Linked DNA regions of Oryctolagus cuniculus: region 2 is linked to region 1. The links are chromatin contacts, called in public Micro-C maps. All regions are on one chromosome and are shown on one strand. Each heading gives the region's core, a stretch centred on a gene start, on an enhancer-like site or on the middle of the called end of the contact. The rest is flanking DNA. Distances are from core to core; before and after follow the strand shown.

Region 1 (5,553 bases), core at 2,189-4,688:
CGTCATGTCTTAGCAATGTGTCAATTAAAATAATTTCTAACTCGTGTAGTATTTTATTTAATTGGCAGAAGATGTCAAAACATACCTTTCTTCTTCCTTCCTCCTTCCGATCAAAAGCACATTGTTGTTTACACTGTTCACAGGTCTGAGGTGGTCCATATTTTTTTTCTGAATTTGTACAACGCTGACACTTGGTACCAATAAACGCTGCAATTATGTTACAGTATTGACAAGGTTTGGGCTGAAAAAGCAGATACATATTTCTATCAGACATTTAAAAATATTAAAAATCTGCTGCATAAAACATGCTCAGTTCTTGTTTCTGAGAGTAAGAAAACAAGTAAAAAACTTGTTTCTTGTCCAGACTGTCATTGTTATATTCAATAACATTTATAACCTCTATTATTCAATATTTACTTCTCAAATAATGAACTCACTGTCACTTTGTTGGAATATTTACATAAGACTCACACAGTATGTTATGTAATACAAAAGTTATGAAAACAAAGGTACACATGTATAGAAAAGTTTCATGTATCCATAAATTTTGGGGAAAGAACTTCTGCTAATTTCGTATCCCGACAAGTTTAATTACCACATCATTTATTCAAAAACATTATCTTTTCATCATATCCAGGTACAGATGATATAAAGAACACAACATTACAGGTAGTTTTCAACTTAAAAAAACAGGCACAAGATATTAAACTTCAACCTTAAGAACTACACTCTGATTTTTTTCAATATTGACAGACAACTCAGCACCTTAACTAATATCAGGATAACATACCAATAATGACTAAAATATTCAGAAAGTTGACAGAAAATGTGCATTTTTTAATTTTCATTTTTCCCTAAACTTTCTGCAGTGCCCTTATATAGGACAATCTTTACCAGGTGAATGTCATGAGCATTGTCAAAAAATACCTGAATTGTGCTGCCAGGGAAGTCTGATTATACCAACTTTATAAACAAGTAGGCTCTCCCTATCCAGGAGTTTGCTATATTTGAATCTCTAAAACAATAGCTTTTAAACAGTAACTGTGACTTGCACATGAAATTTAAAATACAGTACATAAAACATTTGCATATTTCCACTGTTTTTAAATGTTGTGAACGTTCCATCAGACTGTCTACAGAAAGTATTTTCATAAAGTATTCTGACATGTTAAAATACACACAGATATAGCAATGCATATTTTTTAAGCAGTACACCTTTGGGATAAACCTTAACTGATCAGTAACAATAGGAAATTAAAATAGAAGACATACTTACTGTCCCAAATTGCTTCACATTTTGAGCACACTTCTTACAAATTGTGTTAGTTTTGCTGAAAAAGAAATTACGTATGAAAGATCATATTTATGTAAGCTTCTGAGATGATCCGCACAATGATGAACTAAGTAAACTGATGAGTCAAATATCTATGATACTTAAAATTGTAATACACCTTCACTTTTTAACAATACCTACACAAAGTTCTTATTTGGGCTATTTTACCCCAATTTATTCCTTTTCCATTAACTTAACACAGATGTTTTTACACATTTTTATTGTGTGCTTTTTAAAGGATACAAAACAAAATCCTAGAGTTTCCTCTCTAGTTGGACAACCTTCCCACACTTGCCATTATTAATGCACAGCATTACGTATCAGTGCCTGCCTACCTCATCTTCCACATGGCCTTTGTCTATTATTACAATGACCATCTCTACTTATTTAGAAATTATCTGCACTTCTCCTAGGTTACCTTCTTGAGTGCTCCCAACCCGGAATTACTTGTTAAAAAGTATGCAATTCTACTGGTACCAAGTTACCAGATTTCACTATCAAAATAAGGCAGTTGATAACACTGTAGACCTGTCCTCAGATCCATTCACACGCTATCTTCTGTAGCTTAACAGTAATCTTCACCCTTCCATTCTTCTTAGCATGGCTGCACATTTTCCACACTAGTATCTTAGCCTTTATTTTTCCACGTCCAGTTCAGGTAGTAAAATGACCACCACTGTTTCATTTTCTATATTCTCTCCTACCACATATAAAACATTTACAACTCAAAGTCTCAGAGACTAAACCATTTTTTAAGATGATATAAATACCAGATTACAACCCCCAAGTACTCCTTCCAGATGGTATTCTGTCTTTAACGATCAAAAACTGATGTACAAACCTCTCTTGTTGGAATTCTGATCTGCAGTAAGTACATTTTACAATAGGATGTGCAATCCGACATTCCTGCAATAAGACAATACGTTAGTCAGTATGTAGATATCTCCAAGTCCCAAACCTTACTTTTCTGGTAGAAAATTATTACCAAATCTGGTCAGATGTCTAGAACAACAATAAAACCTGGCCCCTAACGTAAACAATTGGTGATTTGTCATGTAAGTGGCCAATCACGATATAATTCCTTAGGGAAGGCAGAGGTGTCTTTGTCTTTATTACACGTGGGACTATACTCCGGATAAAGTAAGAAAGCTGTCAGGGCCGATTTCAAGGATTGGTTAAATGTGGAACTACTTATTTTCACCGTTGCTCACAGACAGCATTCCGGCTTTAATGGGATGGGAGGAGCTCCAAATCATAGAGCATTCTGTTCCCAAACCAGTCGCTTCGCTTTCCTGGACAGGGAAGAAGGATGCCATCAGCTTGGCGGCTTCGGGTTCCTAGCAAGAAAGTGCAAAAACCGTCCCCTGCCTCCTGGTGGAAGGCGAGGACAGACCAGGCAGAACACCGAGATGAAAACATCTCCACCCCAGAGTCTCTGCGGCAGAGACAGGTGGCTGCCTCACTCAGCCCCACCCGAGACCCCCGGACGCTGGTGAGGACCGGCCCCCTCCCGGCCCGTCTGGAAGACGGTCTCCCTCTCGTGGGCCTTTTCCCGGCCGGTGCCAACGCCATCGGAACGCGGGGTCCCGGGTCCCGGTGGGGAGGCTAGGACTCCGGGCTCCCAAGCCCCCTGGTGCTCGTGAAGAGCAGGGGGCTGCAGCGCAGCGACCACCCAGCACCCTCGGGTTACGGCACAGGAAACCCCGCCAGCCCGCTGCCCACGGACCTTGCAGAGCTGTTGGCCCTGGGAGAGCTCCTCGAAGGGATAGCGCTGGGTACACTTGGTGCAGGCGTACAGGGCCGAGGCCGCCATCCTGCCCCTCAGTCTCCTCCTCCGCCGTCGCCGCCGCCCGCTCCGAGGCGGGGCCCCACGGGGAACTCGGCCGCCGCGGCCCGCGCTGCGGACTCCTCCTCCGCCCCCTCCCCCTGCCTCGCGCCCACCAGGGCCTCGCCGCGAGAGCCCGAGGCCCCGCGGACGACGCCGCCGTCGTCTCCCTCCGCCTCCACTTCCGCCCCAGCCCACCCAGCGGGGCCGTCCCCGCCTCTCCCGCTTAGGCCCCGACAGCGGCGGAGGGAGACGACGCCGAGAGTTCGGGGCGGTTCAGCTGCACGGCCGCGGATCCGCTTCCTTCTCGGCCTCCCTTCCGCACGCCTGATTGGCTGCAGCGGATACTACGTCACCCGGTCGCTCCTCCCAACGCCGAGCCCCAACTACGCAGAGCGCGCCCACAAAGGGAGGAAGTCGCCGGCCAATGACAGCCCGGCGCTCTCAGCGCGCGAAACCCGCTTGAAACCAGCCCCGCCCAAAGGTCCCCGTCGCCGCGCTCCCTAGCAGCCAGTCCGAGGCCTGGGTGAGGGAGCCCCGATCCAATTGGGCAAGGATTCGCGAAAGATTTGCCCTGCCTCGACATTTTCCCCTTGACTTCTCTTGGGCCAAATCACTAAGCCCCGCCCAATCCTATGTTATTGGCCAAAAGGTAAGTACTTCACCTGGAGAGGCGTCCCCAACTCAAACTGAGGTTTTCTCAGGCGTTTGATCCAAGGGACGTGATGGAGTGGTTTGGACTTCGCATTCGCCTTTACTCTAGTTCAACAATTCAGTTCCGTTGCCACTGGCGACCACACAATCCCCTCGCCCCAGTTCCCTCCGTGGGAAGACCCGCCCCTGGGTAGAACGCCCTGAGGCCCCGGCGGCGCGCAGTTACGGGTCCCGGGCGCGCTCAGTGACTCTCTACCTTGTGACGTCAGCAGGGGGGCGGGTTCTCTCGCATACGCGAAGACGTCCGCTTTATTTGATTGGCTACTGCAGACGTCCGTTAATGCGTGTTGCCCTCTCCGCGTGCGCCCTGAGCGTGGGCGTCGCCGTGGGGGTGTGTGGCTGGGGTTTCTAAGCTGGGCATCCAGCACCCCCCGCCCCTTCCATCCGGGGTTCGGTTTAGGGTCGCCCCTGGTGGGCGGCTCTCGAATCTTGAAGAGCACGAGAACTCAGAGCGCCGGGCACTCCGGAAGATGGCGGCGGCATCTGTCTCTACGGCTTCTGGTTCTCAGTTCTCGGTGAGAAGCGTTTGGCGTTCGAACGGGCTTTAGGTCGCTCTTGGCAGCTGTTCGAGTTTCGTCCCATTTCAGGGCGCCCTAGATTTGCTCTGACGCTGGAGGCCGGCGTGGGGCACTAGACCGCCCCGCGCCACCCGGGCTTCCGCTGCTCCCTGTTGAGGCCGCACCCTCTGGGATCCCTTGAAGCAGGCTTGGTTCGACCCCCCTGCCGCCTCATTCGCTTTTCGGCCTGCCTCGCAGCCCAGGAGGCTGGGCTGGGCTGACGGCGCCCGCTCCCTGGCCTGCGAAAACATTGCTGCTGAGGTCACGTGAGTGTAACGGCTGCTCTTAGCGAGGCGCCGAGACCAGGTGTGCGCGCCCGTGTGTCTAGGAGAGCGCTCGCGAGTCGGCCGCAGCCCCCTTGTGACCCTCCAGCGCGGTCTACGCGCTGCCTGGGCTGCCTCCTTGGCCTGCAGTACCCCGTCTCCTCTTCAGTGCGCGACTCTCCAAAGCCAGAGCGCTGCCGGATCGCCACGGATTTGCTAGGACTGCAGTGCCCTTTCGAAGAGGCGACCAGGGAACTTGATTTGGGCTGTAGTTCTGGGTTTTTTTTTTGCCTGCACCAGGGAGTCACCTGTCGGTTCAGGTCATGGGTATTTGTCAGACTGACTGCTGTGGGAAGTGCCACACTGGGAAGGGATGGGAAGCAAATGAGACAACTGGTAATCTGTACATAGGCCTGGCGTGGTTAGGCTCTAGAATTACAGGTGAATAGAATAGATACCCTGCTCTTAAAGGCCTAGAGGACACTGAGAAACTACGTCTGATAAGTGATTACTGTCCAGTGTGGGGTAAACTGCCCTACTAGCATAATTTAGAGTGGTTAGCAGTGTGGCCAGGTGAGAGAAGGGTTCCCAGAAGGGAAGGAGGAGTCAACTGCGTGTTGAAGGAATTCTAAATGATTGTCACAAAACAAGAGAAGAAAAACACGGCAGGCATTTAGGGGGGTGGGGGGAATGTCCTTAAGATGATGGGTGCTTTCAGAAAACTTCAATAACCCAGAGTGAACAAAGGTATAATTTGTTGGGAACATGAAAACAGGCCTAGGAAGAAGCCTGGAGAATGTCAAGGTGAAGTAATTTCATGGGCGCTAAAGGGGAAAAAAGTATGTAGGGAACAGTTAGATG
Region 2 (5,553 bases), core at 1,946-4,445, 630 kb after region 1:
GACAAGAGCCTTGGGTGATTACTGACGTCATAAATAAGAGTATCAATTGTTAAATCAACAACAGGAATCACTGTGCTCTTACTCCCCATGTAGGATCTCTGTCCTTACTGTGTTGTACAATGTGAATAAATGCTATAACTAGTACTCAAACAGTACTTTACACTTTGTGTTTCTGTGTGGGTGCAAACTGTTGAAAGCTTTACTTAATATATGCTAAACTGATCTTCTGTATATAAAGATAATTTAAAATGAATCTTGATGTGAATGGAATGGGAGAGGGAGATGGGATGGTTGCGGGTGGGAGGGAGGTAATGGGGGAAAAAGCTGCAACAATGCAAAAGTTGTACTTTGTAAATTTATATTTATTAAATAAAAAAAGCAAAAAAACATAATTGAAAATGAATCTTGATGAAGAATGGGATGGGAGAAGGAGTGGGAGATGGGATAGTTTTGAGTGGGAGGGAGGTTATGGGGGGGGAAAGCCATTATAATCCAAAAGTTGTACTTTGGAAATTTATATTTATTAAATGAAAGTTTTTTTTTTAAAAAAAGAATCTGCAAACATGATTTTCTATTATGATGTAAATGATTTTAGGGCACATGAGTGAGGTCAGAAACTTCTTGGAATTACTCACCCACTAGAAAAGAATGTGCAAAAGAGATGAAAATTTGTAGATTTCCCTCTTGACAGGATCTCTCTCCTATCTCTAAACTGTCACATCAATAAGGTAAAACAATGTTATTGAAAAATAAAGATAGGCCAGCGCCGTGGCTCAATAGGCTAATCCTCCACCTGCGGCGCCAGCACCCCTGGTTCTAGTCCCAGTCGGGGCGCCGGATTCTGTCCTGCTTGCTTCTCTTCCAGTCCAGCTCTCTGCTGTGGCCCGGGAAGGCAGTGGAGAATGGCCCAAGTCCTTGGGCCCTGCACCCACATGGGAAACCAGGGGAAGCACCTGGCTCCTGGCTTCGGATCAGCACAATGTGCGGGCCGCAGCAGCCATTCGGGGGGTGAACCAACGGAAAAGGAAGATCTTTCTCTCTGTCTCTCTTTCTCTCACTGTTCACTCTGCCTGTCAAAATAAACAAATAAATAAATAAATAAATAAAAATAAAGATAATTTGTATATGGTTGGCTCCTCTTTTCAAATTGTGGATAGCTTTACAATATTGGCTGGGGCGAGAAGAATGGCCACAAAGGGGAAATTGTTAAGTGAACCTGGGGAGAGAAATGAGAAAGTAAAGCTAGGTTAATGGGTAAGGCATCTTGGGTCTTCAGAATTCACTCAAATAAAGGCTCCATGCAAATGGATGCAATTTCTTCATATGCTGAATACACACTCAACTTCTTGAAATGAGAATCTTAACAAGCTTCTGTAATGATACGTGCCCTTTAGGCAAAGAGAAAAACAGAGACTCCAAACAGAAAGCATTAAATAAGTGGATGAAATCAATACTATCACATCTTTGTGCATCATGGTTAATATCACATAAAACACACATACACAGCTATGTTGTTTACAAACTAGGTGAAAAGTCAAAATCCATTTTCTTTGTGTTCTTTATGCAACTAAAAGGTAATTTGACAGTGGCACTCAATTTTTCATCAGGAATTCCCTTTTAGAGTTTGAGGCTAATTCATACTTATTGGCAAGACTGATGTCATCTTATCCTAGGTGCCTTCTTGCAAGACAAGTCTGGGTTTCTTGGAGATAGGTTTCTGTTTCCTGGAATTGGGCCTGGTTTACCAGAAGTCAGGTGATGTTTAGACGACCCATTCACGAGTATTAGTTCTACCCCCTACCCTAACATAATCTGTTGCTCCCACTTGCTTCTCTCTACAGGGCTACAGTATGTAACCATGGGCTGCTGCTCTCTAGCTCATGGAGAGAGAGCATGTCAGCTACCGACAACAAAGCTTTTCTTTTATTCCAGTGTTTTGGTGTATTCTCTGTTGGCCTTTCAACACTCATAAAATCCATTCTAGAAATATCCTACTTTGCCCAAGGTAAGTGGTAGTTTATAGTTCCAAGATTTGAATGGCAGAGGAACCCCAGACCATGTTTTTGAAATCCCACTAGAAGAGATGTCCTCTTATTTGTAAAACATCACCCCCCCTTGATGTTTTCTTCCAGACAGCAGTTTGGAGAGGCATTAATAAACCAAAGAAATAATTCACTGAATGTCTACCACAAAGCCAGCACATGCTTGGAGCTATGGCGTTACTAGAAAAAATAAACATGGTCTCCGCTCCCAAGGAGCTTACATCTGATGAAATTTTACGAGGGACACCCAAAACAAGACGGCATGGTTGACAATCAGAGGGCTCCTCTGTATGTGTATACTCAAATTCCTATTATACCGCTGTGAATAAATTGATTATAGTCCTTCCACTGGCTGGAAAAAAACGACAGCGCAACACGGAACAGAAACTAGGAAAATAAGAAACCTATAAAGAAAGGAAAGCCAACTGCCCCCACTGAAAATCCAGGTCCGCAGTTTCTGAGGGGAGATCCAGCCACGACATTCTTCACCGCAGGTAAAACCGACAACGGCTCATTCCCTCAATCCTGCAGGAAGGAGCGGCAGGCGGAGGAGAGTGCACGGGCGCCACTCGCACGTTTACAAACCTGGCTGTTAGGCGGGGGAGCAGGCGCCCAGGGCTTTCTGCCCGCCCACTCGCCAGTCACTGTGCCTACAGCAGGGCGAGGCGCCGTCGCCAGGAAACGCACCCGCGAATACAACCTCCCAAAGACGTGCACCGGAGCCCAGAGGCCCCCAGGCCCAGAAGCGGCTGTGTACCCGCAAAACAAACAAGTGTGTGCGAAGGCCAGACACCCACGAGGTCACCCCCTCCCTCGGCAGCTCCGCAGTTCTGCAGGAAGAGAAATGCTGTTGCAATGGGCTGAGGGTCCCTGTCCAGCCCACCACGACACCGCTCGCGGGTATCTTTCGCCGGACCTGCCTGGGGGCTCAGCTTCCCCGCCCCTTTTAATAAGCAATTAGCAGCAGGAGCCAGAGCGAGTCGCCACCTGTACCTGGCCTCGCCCCGCCCTCGCGTCCTCACCTTACAAAACTCCATCGCCTAGGTCCCCGCCTCCATCTCCGCTTCCGCGCACTGCATCCATTTATAACACACGACGCTCCTCCTCCTTCCGGGGACTAAGGGAAGTCCCGCCTCTGGGTGGGGAGAGGGGAGGAGCCGGGCGGCGGGAGGGGGCGTCTTCCGGGAGCGTGCGCTGGGGGAGGAGCTGCTGCCGCGCGGTAGTCAGGGAGCAGTTGCGGGGTCCTGGTTGCAACTGAGGTGGGAGCGGGGCCCGGCGGGCTGTGCGGGACCGGGAGGGCTGTGCTGGCTCAGCCGGACCCGGGAAAGCGGGCCTGCGCGGCGGGAGGGCCTGTCTGCAAGGGCAGGAATCAAACGTAATCGCTCCCCGGGGAAGGGGGCCCGTCCTCGACTCCGGCTCTTCCGCTCTTTGCTTAACTTTGGGGTGTGGCGAGGGTTACCGACGGGACTTTCCTCCGGGTCTGGATGTGAAGGAGATTCGTAGCCACGATGGGGTTCTTCTAGTCTTCCTCGTGGCTTTCGGGGTAACCCGACACATGTCTGTAATCCGGATTATCCGCGGTGACCCAGGGCCTCCTTTGCTGTCCGTCTAAGTTAAAGGCCTATCCAAACTTCCTCTTCCTTTGCTGCCCCCTGCCAGCCAGAAGAGACCCCCACGGGGGAGGGGGTCGGGGCCGTCACGTTGCCGGTGAGGTGTAAAAGACTGTGTAAGACTTGTTAAAGTGACTCTGTCGAAGAAAAGGAAGGATTTTGTGGATTGTTACAGGGTGAGTGTGGGTGAATCAGCCTCAGAATGTCAGGGAAACGCAAGCGTGTGGTGCTGACCATTAAGGATAAACTTGATATAATAAAGAAACTTGAAGACGGGGGTTCTTCCAAACAACTGGCAGTGATTTATGGCATTGGTGAAACAACAGTTCGAGATATAAGAAAAAATAAGGAAAAGATTATAACTTATGCAAGCAGTTCTGATTCCACGAGTCTTCTGGCCAAGAGGAAATCGATGAAGCCATCCATGTATGAGGAACTAGACAAAGCAATGCTGGAGTGGTTCAACCAGCAAAGAGCAAAAGGGAATCCCATATCTGGACCAATTTGTGCAAAAAGGGCAGAGTTTTTCTTTTATGCTTTGGGAATGGATGGTGATTTTAACCCCTCTGCTGGTTGGTTAACTCGTTTTAAGCAGCGGCACAGCATCAGAGAGATTAACATTAGAAATGAAAGATTAAATGGAGATGAGACTGCGGTGGAAGATTTTTGTAACAACTTTCGAGATTTTATTGAACGAGAGAATTTGCAGCCTGAACAAATCTACAATGCAGATGAAACTGGACTCTTTTGGAAGTGCCTACCTTCCAGGACTTCTGTAATCAAAGGTAAAGGTGCCATCTCAGGACAGAAATCAATTGAAGAAAGAGTCACCATCATGTGTTGTGCCAATGCGACGGGTTTACACAAACTTAAACTTTGTGTTGTGGGGAAAGCAAAGAAGCCTCGCTCCTTCAAGTCGACTGATACCTTAAATCTGCCAGTCTCTTACTTCAGCCAAAAAGGTGCATGGATGGATCTTTCCATTTTCCGACAGTGGTTTGACAAGATTTTTGTTCCACAAGTTCGAGAGTACTTAAGATCCAAAGGATTGCAGGAAAAGGCTGTGCTTTTGTTGGATAATTCACCAACACATCCAAATGAAAATGTTTTGAGATCAGACGATGGCCAAATATTTGCTAAATATTTACCACCTAATGTGGCGTCATTGATTCAGCCCTTAGATCAGGGGGTCATCTCAACAATGAAGAGAAACTATCGTGCAGGCCTTCTCCAGAACAACTTGGAAGAAGGCAACGACCTGAAGTCGTTCTGGAAGAAGCTAACTCTGCTGGATGCACTTTATGAAATAGCAATGGCATGGAACTTAGTAAAACCAGTTAGCATCAGCAGAGCGTGGAAGCAGATTCTCCCTGTCATAGAGGAGAAGGAAGGCTTGGACTTTGATGAACAAGATATTTCTGTGGCTACTGTGGCCACCATTTTACAACACACCAAAGGCTTGGAAAATATGACAACTGAGAACCTTGAAAAATGGTTTGAAATAGACAGTACTGAACCAGGCTATGAAGTGTTAACTGACAGTGAAATCATCAGAAGAGCACAAGGCCAAACAGAAGAATCTAGTGAAAATGAGGAGGAGGAAATAGAACTGATCCCAGAGAAGCATGTTAATCATACAGCTGCCCTCCAATGGACTGAAAATTTGTTGGATTACCTAGAACAACAAGGTGATATGATTCTACCTGATAAACTGGTAATACGTAAACTTCGAGCCACCATCAGAAATAAACAGAAGATGACAAACTCAAGTCAGTAATGGCATTTCCAGGTTTAATCATTGTTTAGATAATTGTGTTTATGACTTTAAAATATGGCATAATTTTCTTTGTACTCTGAATTCTCACTGTCCTGTGAAATACAGATACAGAAATGTACCAAGT

What was found. Hi-C and Micro-C count contacts between places; a contact is called where the count stands out from the background.
Region 2: a contact with region 1 is called in a Micro-C map of ear pinna, with 7 times the contacts expected there. The contact joins the promoter of JRKL here to the promoter of FAM76B in region 1. A contact is called at or near these places in 3 of 6 Hi-C or Micro-C datasets (ear pinna, skin fibroblasts and an unstated tissue).

The regions. Positions count from the first base shown.
Region 1 is chr1:87,209,915-87,215,467 of mOryCun1.1, forward strand. It overlaps FAM76B (family with sequence similarity 76 member B), which reads right to left and starts at 3,439. Exons shown (of 24, transcript XR_011390255.1): 1 at 3,060-3,439; 2 at 2,175-2,239; 3 at 1,277-1,331; 4 at 86-241. It overlaps CEP57 (centrosomal protein 57), which reads left to right and starts at 3,572. Exons shown (of 11, transcript XM_051820419.2): 1 at 3,572-3,810.
Region 2 is chr1:87,840,835-87,846,387 of mOryCun1.1, forward strand. JRKL (JRK like) reads left to right here and starts at 3,196. Exons shown (of 1, transcript XM_008262328.4): 1 at 3,196-5,553. The coding sequence starts at 3,855. The coding sequence ends at 5,429. It overlaps CCDC82 (coiled-coil domain containing 82), which reads right to left and starts at 3,184. Exons shown (of 10, transcript XR_011390282.1): 1 at 3,065-3,184.